2 separate regions of the Triticum aestivum genome follow, and region 2 is linked to region 1. A link is a contact called in public Hi-C data. All regions are on one chromosome and are shown on one strand. Each heading gives the region's core, a stretch centred on a gene start, on an enhancer-like site or on the middle of the called end of the contact. The rest is flanking DNA. Distances are from core to core; before and after follow the strand shown. Region 1 holds the start of LOC123105591. Region 2 holds the start of LOC123105596.

The links. Hi-C and Micro-C count contacts between places; a contact is called where the count stands out from the background.
Region 2: a Hi-C map of leaf shows a contact between it and region 1, with 5 times the contacts expected there. The contact joins the promoter of LOC123105596 here to the promoter of LOC123105591 in region 1. A contact is called at or near these places in 2 of 5 Hi-C or Micro-C datasets (both in leaf).

The regions. Positions count from the first base shown.
Region 1 is chr5A:646,537,989-646,544,365 of IWGSC CS RefSeq v2.1, forward strand. It overlaps LOC123105591, which reads left to right and starts at 2,550. Exons shown (of 10, transcript XM_044527680.1): 1 at 2,550-2,720; 2 at 2,850-2,948; 3 at 3,282-3,425; 4 at 4,221-5,318; 5 at 5,428-6,286. The coding sequence starts at 2,682. LOC123105590 (magnesium-chelatase subunit ChlD, chloroplastic) reads left to right here. Exons shown (of 15, transcript XM_044527679.1): 10 at 274-429; 11 at 582-689; 12 at 867-1,001; 13 at 1,083-1,244; 14 at 1,350-1,470; 15 at 1,723-2,158. The coding sequence ends at 1,805.
Region 2 is chr5A:646,847,077-646,853,654 of IWGSC CS RefSeq v2.1, forward strand. It overlaps LOC123105596, which reads right to left and starts at 1,259. Exons shown (of 3, transcript XM_044527685.1): 1 at 952-1,259; 2 at 794-875; 3 at 398-685. The coding sequence starts at 1,090. The coding sequence ends at 538. LOC123105595 reads left to right here. Exons shown (of 3, transcript XM_044527684.1): 3 at 1-168. The coding sequence ends at 4. It overlaps LOC123109097 (U1 spliceosomal RNA), which reads right to left and starts at 2,382; the gene lies at 2,222-2,382. LOC123105597 (peptidyl-prolyl cis-trans isomerase CYP22) reads right to left here. Exons shown (of 7, transcript XM_044527686.1): 3 at 6,577-6,578; 4 at 6,221-6,313; 5 at 5,492-5,524; 6 at 5,268-5,324; 7 at 4,680-5,058. The coding sequence ends at 4,948.

The DNA.
Region 1 (6,377 bases), core at 1,300-3,799:
CTCAAGTTTTACCTCATCAACACTGCAACTCTAAACACTTGATTGTTCAAACATTCCTGAATCCATTCTCGTGTTTGTTTCTTTATGCAAATAATGCTTCGGCACTTCTCCTTATCTAGGTCTGTTTTATTGCATTTTGAATTCCTCTGATGCCTCCCGGTCTTTTCCATTAATTTTACTGATATAGCAGACACCTTCCTTTGTAATATCACTCCTATGCTTGGTACCCTTTCTCACCAAATTGGTTCATCTAAACAGTTCATTCTGTTGTAGGGTCCAGTCAGGAGATTAGCTGTTGACGCGACACTTCGAGCAGCTGCACCATACCAAAAACTGCGGAGAGAGAAAAGTCTTGACAAGACAAGAAAAGTTTTTGTTGAAAAGACTGACATGAGAGCCAAGAGAATGGCTCGAAAAGCCGGTGCTCTGGTCTGTCTCTCTCTCGCTCTCTCTCTCCACATTTGCTTGTGCAATTTCATGGGAATATGTATATTAGGCCAGTCATGTTTTATGTATGTGGCAAAGCAGATTTATCTTACCGCGAGACTTCACAACTCTGTTTGGACTTATTCTCATGACAGGTCATATTTGTTGTGGACGCTAGTGGCAGCATGGCTCTGAACCGCATGCAGAATGCCAAAGGTGCAGCATTGAAGTTGCTTGCAGAAAGTTACACAAGCAGAGATCAGGTACTACTGAAATGTGAAAATTTAGCATTAGAATTTGCCATCTTTTTTTTAGTGATTAGCATTTGTTACTTGCTGCGTACCTTGTAAGACACCTCCATTTGTGCTTCCCCTCCGGGTAATCATCGTTATATGGACAGTTTGTGCACTAACTTTAGCTTCCATTTTGGCATCCCTCAGGTTGCAATTATTCCCTTCCGTGGAGACTATGCTGAAGTTCTACTTCCACCATCAAGATCCATTGCAATGGCTCGCAAACGTCTTGAAAAGCTACCATGCGGTGGCGGTTCTCCTTTAGCTCATGGCCTGAGTACAGTAAGAACCAAGAACTGCGTTGAATTCTTCTGTAATGCCAGGACATTATAATCTGGATAACATTGTGGATTCTACTTCAAGGCTGTCAGAGTGGGATTGAACGCTGAAAAGAGTGGCGACGTTGGGCGTATCATGATCGTTGCAATCACCGATGGAAGAGCTAATGTATCACTGAAGAAATCCAATGACCCAGAAGCTGCCGCTGCTTCAGACGCACCAAGACCATCTACTCAAGAATTGAAGGTACCACTCTTATCCTAACACCAAACAAATGTATCCTTGGGCCATCATTTTGAAGTTTCCTGCTGTGTTCAAAAGGCACTGAAGAATTTGTTTCCTCTTTGCAAGGATGAGATACTTGATGTGTCTGCAAAAATATTCAAGGCAGGAATGTCGCTTCTCGTCATCGATACCGAGAACAAGTTTGTATCTACGGGATTCGCCAAGGAAATTGCAAGGGTTGCCCAAGGTATTCTCAACACTACATCAGAATAATTACACTACTCGATCTGAAACCTGTAGGAAACCATGCCTGTTCTTGTTTCGATTTTTTTAACGCATTTTCATGGTATAAGGTAATATGAGTGGAGTCCGAGGAACCTTGTCGCCACTTAAAAAGATACACCTGCCATCTTCATCACTAACTATAAGCACCGACATACCGTAAATTAGTTATCTGCATAACCTTCCATGAACACAGCTTCTTTCCTTGCTGTGCCAGGGAAATACTACTACCTGCCAAATGCTTCGGACGCCGTGATTTCCGCTGCCACTAAGACCGCGCTGGCGGACTTGAAGAGCTAGAGAGCGATCTCGGAGCATCGATCGCCCCCGCCCAATTGTTGTTTGTACCTTCTGGTGATACAAGTCGTTCGTGCAGTAATTTGTGCAGCTGTCCTTAGTCCTTTCTGTAACTTTTTTTTGGGGCGTGCGTTTCAGCTCTTATGACCCAATTTTGGTGTAGGTTTTCTTGTCTTCTTTCTTTCTCTTTTACCAGCACCAGCAGGGCTAAAATCCGAGCATAACTTCGTGTAAATGTCGGAATTCTCCCACTGGCTCTCCGATAATTGGCCCTGTAAATCTACTGCTGTTAATTTTCGAGGCAGAAATGCGCTGCTGTCGGGTGTCACTAAATAACATTCCTTCATTTTTGTAAAGCATACGAACTGATATTTCTTTCTAAAATTATGCGAAGAAAATTACCACTGGTGACAGCGTGGTTATGTGTTTACCCAAAAAAATTGATGCTGTTGAGTATCACGAAAATATTTCCTTTTTAAATGCAAAATTAAGTGTGGGAAGGAAATTGTTACCTTTGGCAGAGCGTGGTTGATAACAGTAACAAATTTCCTACAAAAGGCACCCTGAAAATAGATCCAGCAGAAAATTGCGGCCCAGGCCCATGCCTCGGCGGCACCAGGCCGGGCCCACCTGTCAGACGGTACAGCGGGGAGAAATGGGGAGACCTTGCTGTCATTTTTATTTGCCTAAAAAAAATGCTGTCATTTTTATGGCGCGAACCGCTGCGGTGGGCGGTGGCGGGAGACGGAGGAGAGAGAGGCTTATCAAGCAAGCCAGATTTAGTACAGAAAGTAAACCAGAAGACCCCCCGCCCCTCCCTCCACTCCTCTCCTCTCGTGGCGGCGCCACCTAGCCGCAGCCGGCGACTGCCGGGCCGCCATGTCGACCTGCGCCTACCACTCGCCGCGCTTCTCTGAGGTCTCTCTCTCTCTCTCTCTCTCTCTCTCTCTCTCTCTCTCTCTCTCGGTTGGGCGGGAGGGAGGAGATGTGAACTGTTTGGGATGCGCCCTCTTCTGACGCCCTTTCGGGCTTCTTCGAGTTCTTCAGGATGACGCGTGGCTCCCGCAATGGCTTCAGCCGCATCGGCAGCCGACGGCCGGCGAGCACCGAAGAGACAGCCCCGGCGTGTCGTCGCCGCCTTGTGAGGTGCTTTTCTCGCCTGATTTGCGCGTCGATTGGTGCTAACCTTGTACGCTCTGAGTTTGTTATTCTCTGATTACCCAACACTTGCAAGCGCCTTGCTATTTCCTTTGAGCATGTTACAGAAAGGGGGAAATCCCCGGTTCGAATCCTTTTCGCCAACTATCCCACCTTATCGACAATAACTCAAAACTGGTGATTGGTCATTGGCATGAAATGGCATACGATTGAATTGGATCTGAATGCATTTGGTGTGATTGTGCATGTTTATCTATATACGTTTCTCGGTGCACTGTCTGTTCTCATCTGGTGTAGTGTGTTCTCTTCACTGAACTGCAGGACTGTGTGTGCATTGTGGACCCTGCACAAGAGCAACGGAGTTGTCGGAATGCCGCCCTAAGTGCTGATGGTTACAGCGGGTTCCGTCTGCATCTGTCGGGAGACGAGGATACACCTGCTGAAAATACTCCAACAGGCAGAGAGGTAGGCTAAGATTCTTGATGCTAATCACTGAAGTTTGGTCACAACTTAGGGTGTTGTCATTCTGTTTGATCAAATAATTCAGGAGATGGTAGTACATGTACCTGTAGCTGTAGCCTTTAATGATTCAATCCTGCATAACAGTTATGGATCTGTCGATTTCTTCTTTGCCCCGAGTTACATTATTTGTTCCAGGGATGCACACTTGTACAGCGTACTTACTTTTGTTCTGTCCGTAATCTTCCATTGAATGGGGAAAGAATAAAATTGTAGGTTCAGGGCCTCTTTGATTAGCAGATTGCAAAAACACAGGAGTAGGAAAAATGTAGGATTGAAATGACGTGCCCATTGGATTCCTATAGGATTTGAGTTTGTTTGATTGTATCACAGGAAAAACAAAGGATTTCTTCCAAGAGGTTGGAGTGGATGCTAGAATTCCTATGAATTGTAGTTGACATGAGGAAAAAATCCTATGGGATTCAATCCTGCGAATCAAACGATCAACGCAGGAAAAATTCCTAAGGATTCTAATCCTTCAAAAATCCTATGAAAATCCTTTGAATCAAAGAGGCCCTCAGTATGCCATTTTCATCTTGCCTACCGTGTATTTTTCATATGTGCTTATGAATAATGGGGTTCTGAACATTGTGCATGTGTTTTCATTTTACGAGTGAACAAGTTAGTATAGTAGCAAACATAGGCTTGTAACAGCCAAAATAATTGGCTCTTCCTCTGCTGCACAAACATAATCTTCTTGTCGTGTGCTGTTATAACATGGGTTGAATTTCCCCCCTCCAGGTGCTGCCTTTCTCTCTGCACCTTTCTTCAGAAAGTGCAGCACAACTCTCCTCAGTTCAAGCCAATGTTAGCCCTCAGATTCTAAACTCTGGTGCATGCAAAGGACCGTTCAAGGGCTCTTATGTTGATGGTCAAGTACAAGAGATCAAAGCTGTACAAGAGGCTAAAAGCATTAAGGATAATAAGCAACTAGAAGTTGGTAGAGTGGCTAGCAAGGATATCTCCTCAGTTCAAGCCAATGTTAGCCCACAGATTCTGAATTCTGGTACATGCAAAGGACCATTAAAGGACTCTTATGTTGATGGTCAAGCACAAGAGATCAAAGCTGTGCAAGAGGCTAAAGGCCTTAAGGATGATACACAACAAGGAGTCCGTAGAGTGGCTAGCAAGGATGTCACTAAACCACTTGGTGCAAGAAAACATCAACCATCTGGTGGAAAAGTTGATGTTCAGAAGCTCCGTAAGGCAGATGCTAATGATGCGGTTGAGCTATCTATTGCTGCTTCTGAGGCTATGGTTATTGCAGAAATGATACTTGATGATTGCCAGCCTGATAAGTTGACTGCAGCTGCCCTCGAAGCTGCTCTGCGTGTAAAGGAAGCTCGGAAACAGTGTTTTCTTGAGGAAACAGAACATGATAGTGGATCCTTTCAAAATGATCGGGATGAGAGCGATTGGCTTGCAGAATTGGATGAGATCGAAATGCTTGATGTATTTGAAGATGTTGGCCTGTGTACTGTTCAAACTGCTTGTTCATCTCAAGGCCACAACACAACTAACTTGAAACAGAGCATCTCTCAGCCTAGTTGTGCCCCACATGATGTAGACATTTGTTCTTCCGAGGAGCAAAATAAAGAATGGCACAGCCAAGATGCTTATACCAGTGACCATGTACCTGATTCTTTGGCAGAGAATAGTTCTGCTGGTACGCTAGTAAAAGAATCAAGTCCAGGATGTGTTTCTATAAAGCAACTAGCTCAAGATAAAGCAATCTCTTGCTCGAGAAATGAGGAAGCTGCTTTCGAGAAGTTGACTCAAAACAACCGTGCTTTTACTGAGAACTTGAGGAATCCAGTAAGAGGTCAAAATATCACAAAGGTAAATTTGTTGCCCATGAACATTTTTTTATAACAAACTTAATGGATCATATGCCTATCTCATTCAGCACTCTTCATCTATGTAATTACAATGTAAAATATATTTCCAGGAAGCTGGAAGAATTGTTGAAGAGACGAAGTTTGGTGGTCGTGCAAGGAAGCATATAAGGACTAGCTTCATTTCTGAGTCAATGGATAGCATGAATGAGTGCTCTCCTGCACCTAGAGCGACATCGACAGAAATGGTTGCCTCTTCAAGAGCATCTTTTCTCCAAAAGAATGAAGGTTTCCATGGAGAGGTTCAAAGTGCAGAGTCGTGCCATCAAGTAGTATGTTCAAGCTTATCACCTGAGGATCCTCTCTGTTCATTTGTTCCGTGTAGCATATCTTGCAATGAAGTATCCACTAGTCAACCTCCTGAATGTAAACAGAGGAATGAGGAAAACAGTGAACCAGTATATCGCAAGGAATCTCTGAAGAATGACCTAGATGTAGAAGCCGGTCCATCTTCTGTGCCGTTAGATAAGGTACAAGAATCTAATCCATGGAGGCGAAGAACACATAGTTCCCTCAGGCCTTTTAGCATGCTAGGACCTATATCAAACATCTCGGGAGGTAGTCTGGCTCATAATGATGTTAATGTGGCAGTTTGTCAGAAGGAGAGAAGCGCACCGATAATCTTAAATAAGAAGATACAGCGTATCCGAGCCTCTAATCAGTTCACTGAAAACAATGCTGAAGCTGGAAGCTTGAACGAATTTTCTTTGGTTCAGAAGAAGTCATCTGATGCTCAAGATGATAACGAGCATCACAACAAAGAGCAATATATCCCATCAGAAGTTTTGCCTCAACCCACAACATATTTGAGTGTTGGTAAACGAGGCCTTAAAAGAAAAGGACCCCAATTGTTGAATGCTAAACTTAGTACTAGACAAACCAAGAGCAGAAGGGTTAAATCTCGATTCAGTTGTAAGTTCTGGTTTATGTTCTCTTATGCTAGATATGTACTGTATATCGTGGGTAAATATATGCACGGTCATTACATACTTTTGGTGACCCT
Region 2 (6,578 bases), core at 9-2,508, 310 kb after region 1:
CTAGCTAGGTGGCTGCCATATGATGCGTCCGTTTGCGCAAAAGTTTTAACTGTATACTGCTGTGGGCTACTGGCTAGGCCCGAAAAACATGTCTTTGTTATCTGCAAGTTTATGAGGAGAAATAGCCAATGGTATTCTATGGTATGCAGAATCTCATGAATCTTGCTAGAATGTGGTTTAGTTGTTTGTTGTATGTCTGACTTGAGATGAATCTGTAGCGGCGGCATGTGCTTATGTGTAGATTCTTTGCCTCCTTGTTGAAATTTGATGTTAATGGTACCGACGCCATTCTATATTTTTCCTCAATTGCTTGATCGACCGATCTTGAACTGTTGAAAGTGCTCACAATCTTAACAAACACAGGGCTTTCGCTTCTATGCAGAACCAAATGCAGTCATGAGTGCAGAGCAGCCGGTGACTCCACTATATAAAGATCTCTGAAGAAATGATTTACATACGGCTTTACAGCAATCTCTATAGAATGGAAGCAAGTCATCTCTCTCGCTGGAAGGGGGAGGAGGATAGCTCGACCGGAGCTCAGCGGATGAGGGGCGCCTTGATCCATCCGTTGGCGAAGGCGATGGCGAGGATGATGAAGGGGGTGGAGAAGCCGAAGATGACGATATAGGGCAGCGGCGTCATCATGGGGTTCTCCCCCTTCCTCTCCCCAGCAGTCTGCCAGTACCTACATCATCCATCATCATCCATTTTATCCACACCAATTGACCACAGACCACACATAGATGAACTCATAATATGGATCATGAGAGCTGATGGGTGCAGGCTTGCTTACTGCTCCGGTTCCTGTTCTCTGGTGATGAACTTCTTGCCGTCAGGCTTGGTCTCTCCATCTCCACCACCACCACCACCACCACCTGCATATACACGCGTAGCGTATATGGACTCAAACAAAATGCAACATAAGAGAGATTGAGGAGGAATCGTGGGTACCGAGCTGCGCCGAGATTCTGGAGCGCTTGCTTACGAGGAGCAGGCCGGCGCCTCTCTTCCTCGGCGTAAGCGGGGTGGCGAAGGCGGTGGCACCGCCGCCGGAGGCGAGGAGCGGCGACGGAGCAACCCTGAGGGCCATGGTGGTCGTTGTTGGGTTGTTCTGTGTGGAGGAGGGAAAGAGCTCTCCTGCCTCATGCACCACGCACCCTATAGCACTCACTCCCTCACCTTTCGGCCGCGTAGCACTCACCTTATCCACCAGCCAGCCGTGCTATCTTCCCTTCCGTGGCAGCTTTAAGTTCTTGAATTCACATTTACACTGGTCAAACTACCGGCCGACGGATGTATACACTCTTTTGCCACCCAGCTCACATCTCCTGATCAACACTGGATGCCACAGTTACTTTTGGCATGTTGGTAGTAACTCTTGGTGGAGACATTCTAAACTGTGTGGCCGTTCAATCAGTTTCATGCTAAGCAAATGAGACTAGAGCCAAGGTATCGTGTCAGGAACTTGTCGCGGCGAAATGCCAAACTGTGTGGGGTGCCTCAACTGACAGTGGCTTCAATCGGGTCTATCCACACGTGTAGAGGTTCAGTTCTTGCCAAATTTTACTTGATTGTAATATTAAGGTAAAGAGGATCAGAATATACGAGTTCTGTGGAGTGTTGTTTTTTCAGCTCACCGCAGAGAATTGGTAGCTAGTAAACTTGGTTGGTGACACGTATGATTGTGAAGTTGTTGGTCTTTCACTTAGTTTCAGGCTAAAGCTAGACTCGGGGTGCTTGTCTCTGTCTCAACTGTCAGGTTATATAATAAGCTCAAGACTGCAGTGACTTCATTCATCCCTATCTAGTACTCCCTCCGTTCCGAATTACCTGTCTCAGATTTGTCTAGATACAGGTGTATCTAGACTTATTTTAGTGCTAAATACATCCGTATCTAGAGAAATCTAAGACAAGTAATTCGGAACGGAGGGAGTAGCGCAGAAGTGAGTTTGTTCCCAAAATTTACTTAGTTGTAAGCGGGAGGTGAAGAACACCAGAATATACAACCTCTGACAGCACAAGATTCGGATGTTACATGCACTTGGATCAGAAGTTCAGAACCCTCCATCCAGCCCATACTGAAATCTTCTTTTCCTCCGTTCAGAGAACACGTTGCCGGCTCCCTCTCGATGTGCAACAACCAGACAAGGGACTGGATTGTAAAACATACTCCTTCGTAAGCGAGCCAAACAGAGGACCAAGATTTAATTTCAAAGAATTGGCAGGGGCCGCGCGAACGCGTACCCCCTCTACCACAAATTATGACGTCCACTCTCCCACTTGGGGAGATGGTGGGCCAACGCACCCACCAAGTGCAATGTGGGCCATTGACCCAGGCCACGGGCCTTCTTGATCGCCCGTCGACCCCGTCCAGGTAAGTATGGAACAACGCTGCACCTCGCCCCCCTCTTATAGTGGCTCCCCCGCTCGATGCTCTCCGCTGAGCGAGGTGGTACTAAAAACCGAAGCGCAGCAGCAGCGGCGGGCGTGAAGCCGTGAAGGGAGCCAGGGAGGCGCGCAGTCCGGGAGGTACTACGTCTCGTTGGGCTTGACTTTGCTCCTACATGGGCTGAATGACGGGAGATAGGCGTGTGGGCCTTAAGAGCCGTACCAGCTTTTTCCCAGTGTTGTCTTAAAAAAAAAGGTTTTTTTCCCCAGTGTTCTGGTCTCTTACTACTGCTCTTGAGCTGCTACAAAAAGACTGTTGCTCTTGATTCTAAAAAAAACTATTGCCCTAAGTCTCTCGTACTCGTATTTTGTTCACTTACTTTTGCTCTTAATGTGCATGGCCGCATAAGAAACCGCTGCACCTTTGGTGCCTCTTTTCGGCCTGTTGCACCCAAAAGTTTGCACAAACCGGCTGATACCTGGGTGTTATATACATCTGACTCAGAAAAAGTTACTAGAACATCTTACATTTGTGAACGGAGGGAGTATTGTTCATGGAGAATCCAGTTATCTTCGGTGGAATTTGTAGGATGATGATTTCTCTGTATAGATTCCGTTTACACAAGTCGATACATACAAGATTGTTCGCGGTCACACAATAATGCACCAACACAAACACAGCGTCACACACTTGTTACACGAAGGTAGCCACGTCTGCCGAAAAGAAAAGAAACAACGACGACTAACAACTCCTACCGCCGGCAACGGCAACGCGGTCTCCCTCTACACCCTGACAAAGAAAATGCTCAGCTCCGTGCCACCGCCGGCGCCGGCGCCGCCGTCCCCGTCCGGGCTGACCATGTAGAACGACTCCGAGTCCTTGCTCCCGGTGACCCTGTCGAACCCCGCGCGCATGTACGCCACCTCGCCGTCCGCGTCCGCCGCCCCGCCGGGCGGCTCGTCCACCACGTCCCCGGGCAGCACGCCGGCGCCGACCGACACGGTGCTCAGCAGCTGCATGACCGCGAGGTCGCCGTCCGTGGCCTCCCGCCTGACCGCGTACCCGACGCGCCGGCCGTTGACGTAGGCCGTCCACATCGCCTCCTCCAGCAGGCTGACGCTCCCGCCGCCTTCGCCGGCGTCGGGCGACTTCTTGGACTTCTTCTCGCACTCGAGGGCGATGCGGACGTGGCCCCCGGCGGAGATCTCCTGCATGAGCTTCCCCGTGAGCACGCCGAGCTCGAGGACCAGGGTGGGGAGGCTGCCGGGCCGCTCCTGCACGGCGAGCGCGATGCGGGCGCGGCGGTGGCCGTAGAAGGTGCCGGTGACGCGCGCGCGGCCGCCGGCGTGGCCGTCGTGCGGCTTGCCATGGCGCCTGGGTAGGGCCGACGCCGGGCGGCACGCTGCCGGCGCGATGATGGGGAAGGAACGGAGCAGCGCGCGGATGGCGCGGAGCGCGCGTGACGGCGGGCCGCGGACGGCCGCGGGCGCGCGCTTCTCGTGCGTGGACGACGGCTCTTTGAGCGTGATCTCCGGGCGCGGCGTGCGCGGCGTGGTCGGCGGCGGGGTGGACGCCCTGGACGGCGCCGGGGGCGTGCGCGGCGAGGCCGGGATGGCGCACTGCGGGGTGGTCGGGGACGCCGGGGCGACGGCCAGGCGGCTGGCGGCCGTCGGGGAGCGCGGCGGCGTCGCCGTCAGCGGGCTCGACGGTGTCGTGCGCGGCATGGCGTGGCGAGCTGGGGCGCGGGAACCCAAGGAGGAGGTGGCCGAGAGAGAGACCCTAGGAGCTCGACGGCAGCGAGTCCTCGAAGTGTTTTAAGCTGAACGCCCGAGCTAGCGCGACGTGACGGCATGCACGCTGGTTGGAGCGCGCACGACGTGGTGGCATTACACCGAGACACGTACTCATACCAGCCAGGAGCAGGGAAGGATTTTGGCGCTGATTAGTTCATGCTGCAATCTGCGGTTTGACCGCCGCATGATGTGGTGACGAGGACATCCATCATCACTTCTGATAGAGTATCTTAGTATTTCGTTTGTTCGTGGCAGCCCACTTGCATTGCGTCGATATATCATATTGACAGATGACTCGATGGATATAATATTTCTCTACTGGACTTTGTTCCTGGTATCGCAAACATCTTCATTTTGTTCCATCAGAAAAAGAACATCTTCATTCTGTTATACCCCGGAACAGTTGAAACATAGTGACAGGGCTCAAAAAAACAAAACTGTCTGGTGGTATATCAGAGCGAATATGATTGATTGAACGACAAATTGGGGGCTACATATTCAACAAATTTAGCGGCAGTGAAGTCATGAAACCACATCTCCTGCTTTGAATATTATTCAACACCATACACGTTTTTTTAAAGGCTCTACAGCATTGGCTGATACAGATACATGTTGCCAGTTTGTCAGAGTCCAAATTCCGCATGCCCACAAGTCACAATAAGTAGATTAATACAGCAATGCTCTAGACTCCAATCTGTTTCCAGTGATTCAGTACTTTCATCCATGTCAAGGCAGCGCTAGGACATGCCGCGCTCAAAAAGCAAGCTACATCTCACCGCACTCACTTATCACGCAGGCAAGCTTCGGCCGGTTGTTTGGTCCAGTAGCGACGTTCTCAATCTTCCGCAGCACGAGCAGACCATCTCCCAGCACCCTCTGAAATAGCATAACAAGGCGTTGGTTAGTTACTACCATCAGAAGGCAGAGGATACCTTACAGTTTAGCACACAAGGATCCGTTTCATTGTCTCCTCATGTTAGTAGTAGGCACATATTTACTTGTCAATTGCAAAATAATACTGGTACCATACATGTTGTTCAAATGCTGGTACCAAACAACAAGACATTAAAATCGAGCACTCTTACCCCAAAAACCACATGCTTGTTGTCCAGCCACTCACACTTTGCACAAGTTAAAAAGAACTGCAAACACACAGTAGAAAATAAGATTTCACTAATCTAAAAGATATATACAGTAATAGTCTGACTGGAAAATATGTGAACTGGAGATTGGCGGTATAGACAAAAAAGGGGAAATCCAGATATGAACAGATAAGGGAAAGATGCAACCGTTAAAAATATGAAAGTACCTGAGACCCATTAGAGTTAGCTCCACTGTTCGCCTGTGAAAAAAAATTGAGGATAGCTGTTTAGATCCAGAAGATGGAACTAAAAAAACTTAAACGAATTAATGAATATTCCCTATGATTGTGCAAGACACTGCTGAAAAAGGAAAACAAAACACTAGTAATTTATATTTTATACTGCAACATAACTGTTCTAGAGTAAAACCAGCTAAACAGCAAACCTAAGGTACCCATGAGGATTAATAAATCAATACTTCCAGAAAATGAGATTTTGAAACACATCACCATTCACCATGACTTAAAATAATACATTGCCATGAGATTGCTTTGGTCTGTTTTGATGTAGGTGAATGTTGAAAGTGAACTTAAAGAACATACATGTTTCGACACCTATATATGTCAAATTTAGACGGTTCACTTTCTACTGTGCACAGTATCTCCATAATTATGTACACCATTTGAAGGTTGCCAATGTAAAAGAGGCTTGCTAATTTGAGTATTTTCTTCTGATCACTCAGTTACCATAAGTCCCACACAGAAGGTACATGGAATAGAAGAGAACTGATAAAACACGAGAAGATACAAAATACATGGAGTTGAAAGAAAATTTTATGCAAACATAACCAAGATAATTTGCCCAAACAGTAGATCTCTTGCAAATGAACATGGCATCAGCAAAGTAACATCTGGCATCAGTTTCAATTCAGAGAATGAGTTGGAGAAATGTAATACCATGGAGAGCAGGCCAGGCCCAGTATGCTTCGCAATGAAATTTTCATCATCAAATTTGGTGCCATAGATTGATATGCATCCACTGCCATCACCCTACAGGGCATTAAGAAACTTTAGTTATACAAAAAAAAAAAGACTTCCGTTCTGAGCAGGGATTACTCTAGAACGGTTGGTCACTCAAAACTAAATCACCATAAGCTATATAGGCTCAAAGCAAGATGCACCATATTATTAAATAATTCAACAGCTCAAGTTCACTCACATCAATGTACATAAATGCCACAATCCAAAACAGCATGCCTAAAAGATTATGTTAATTTATGCTGTTGATGCATGGAGCTATTAGATGCACAAACCT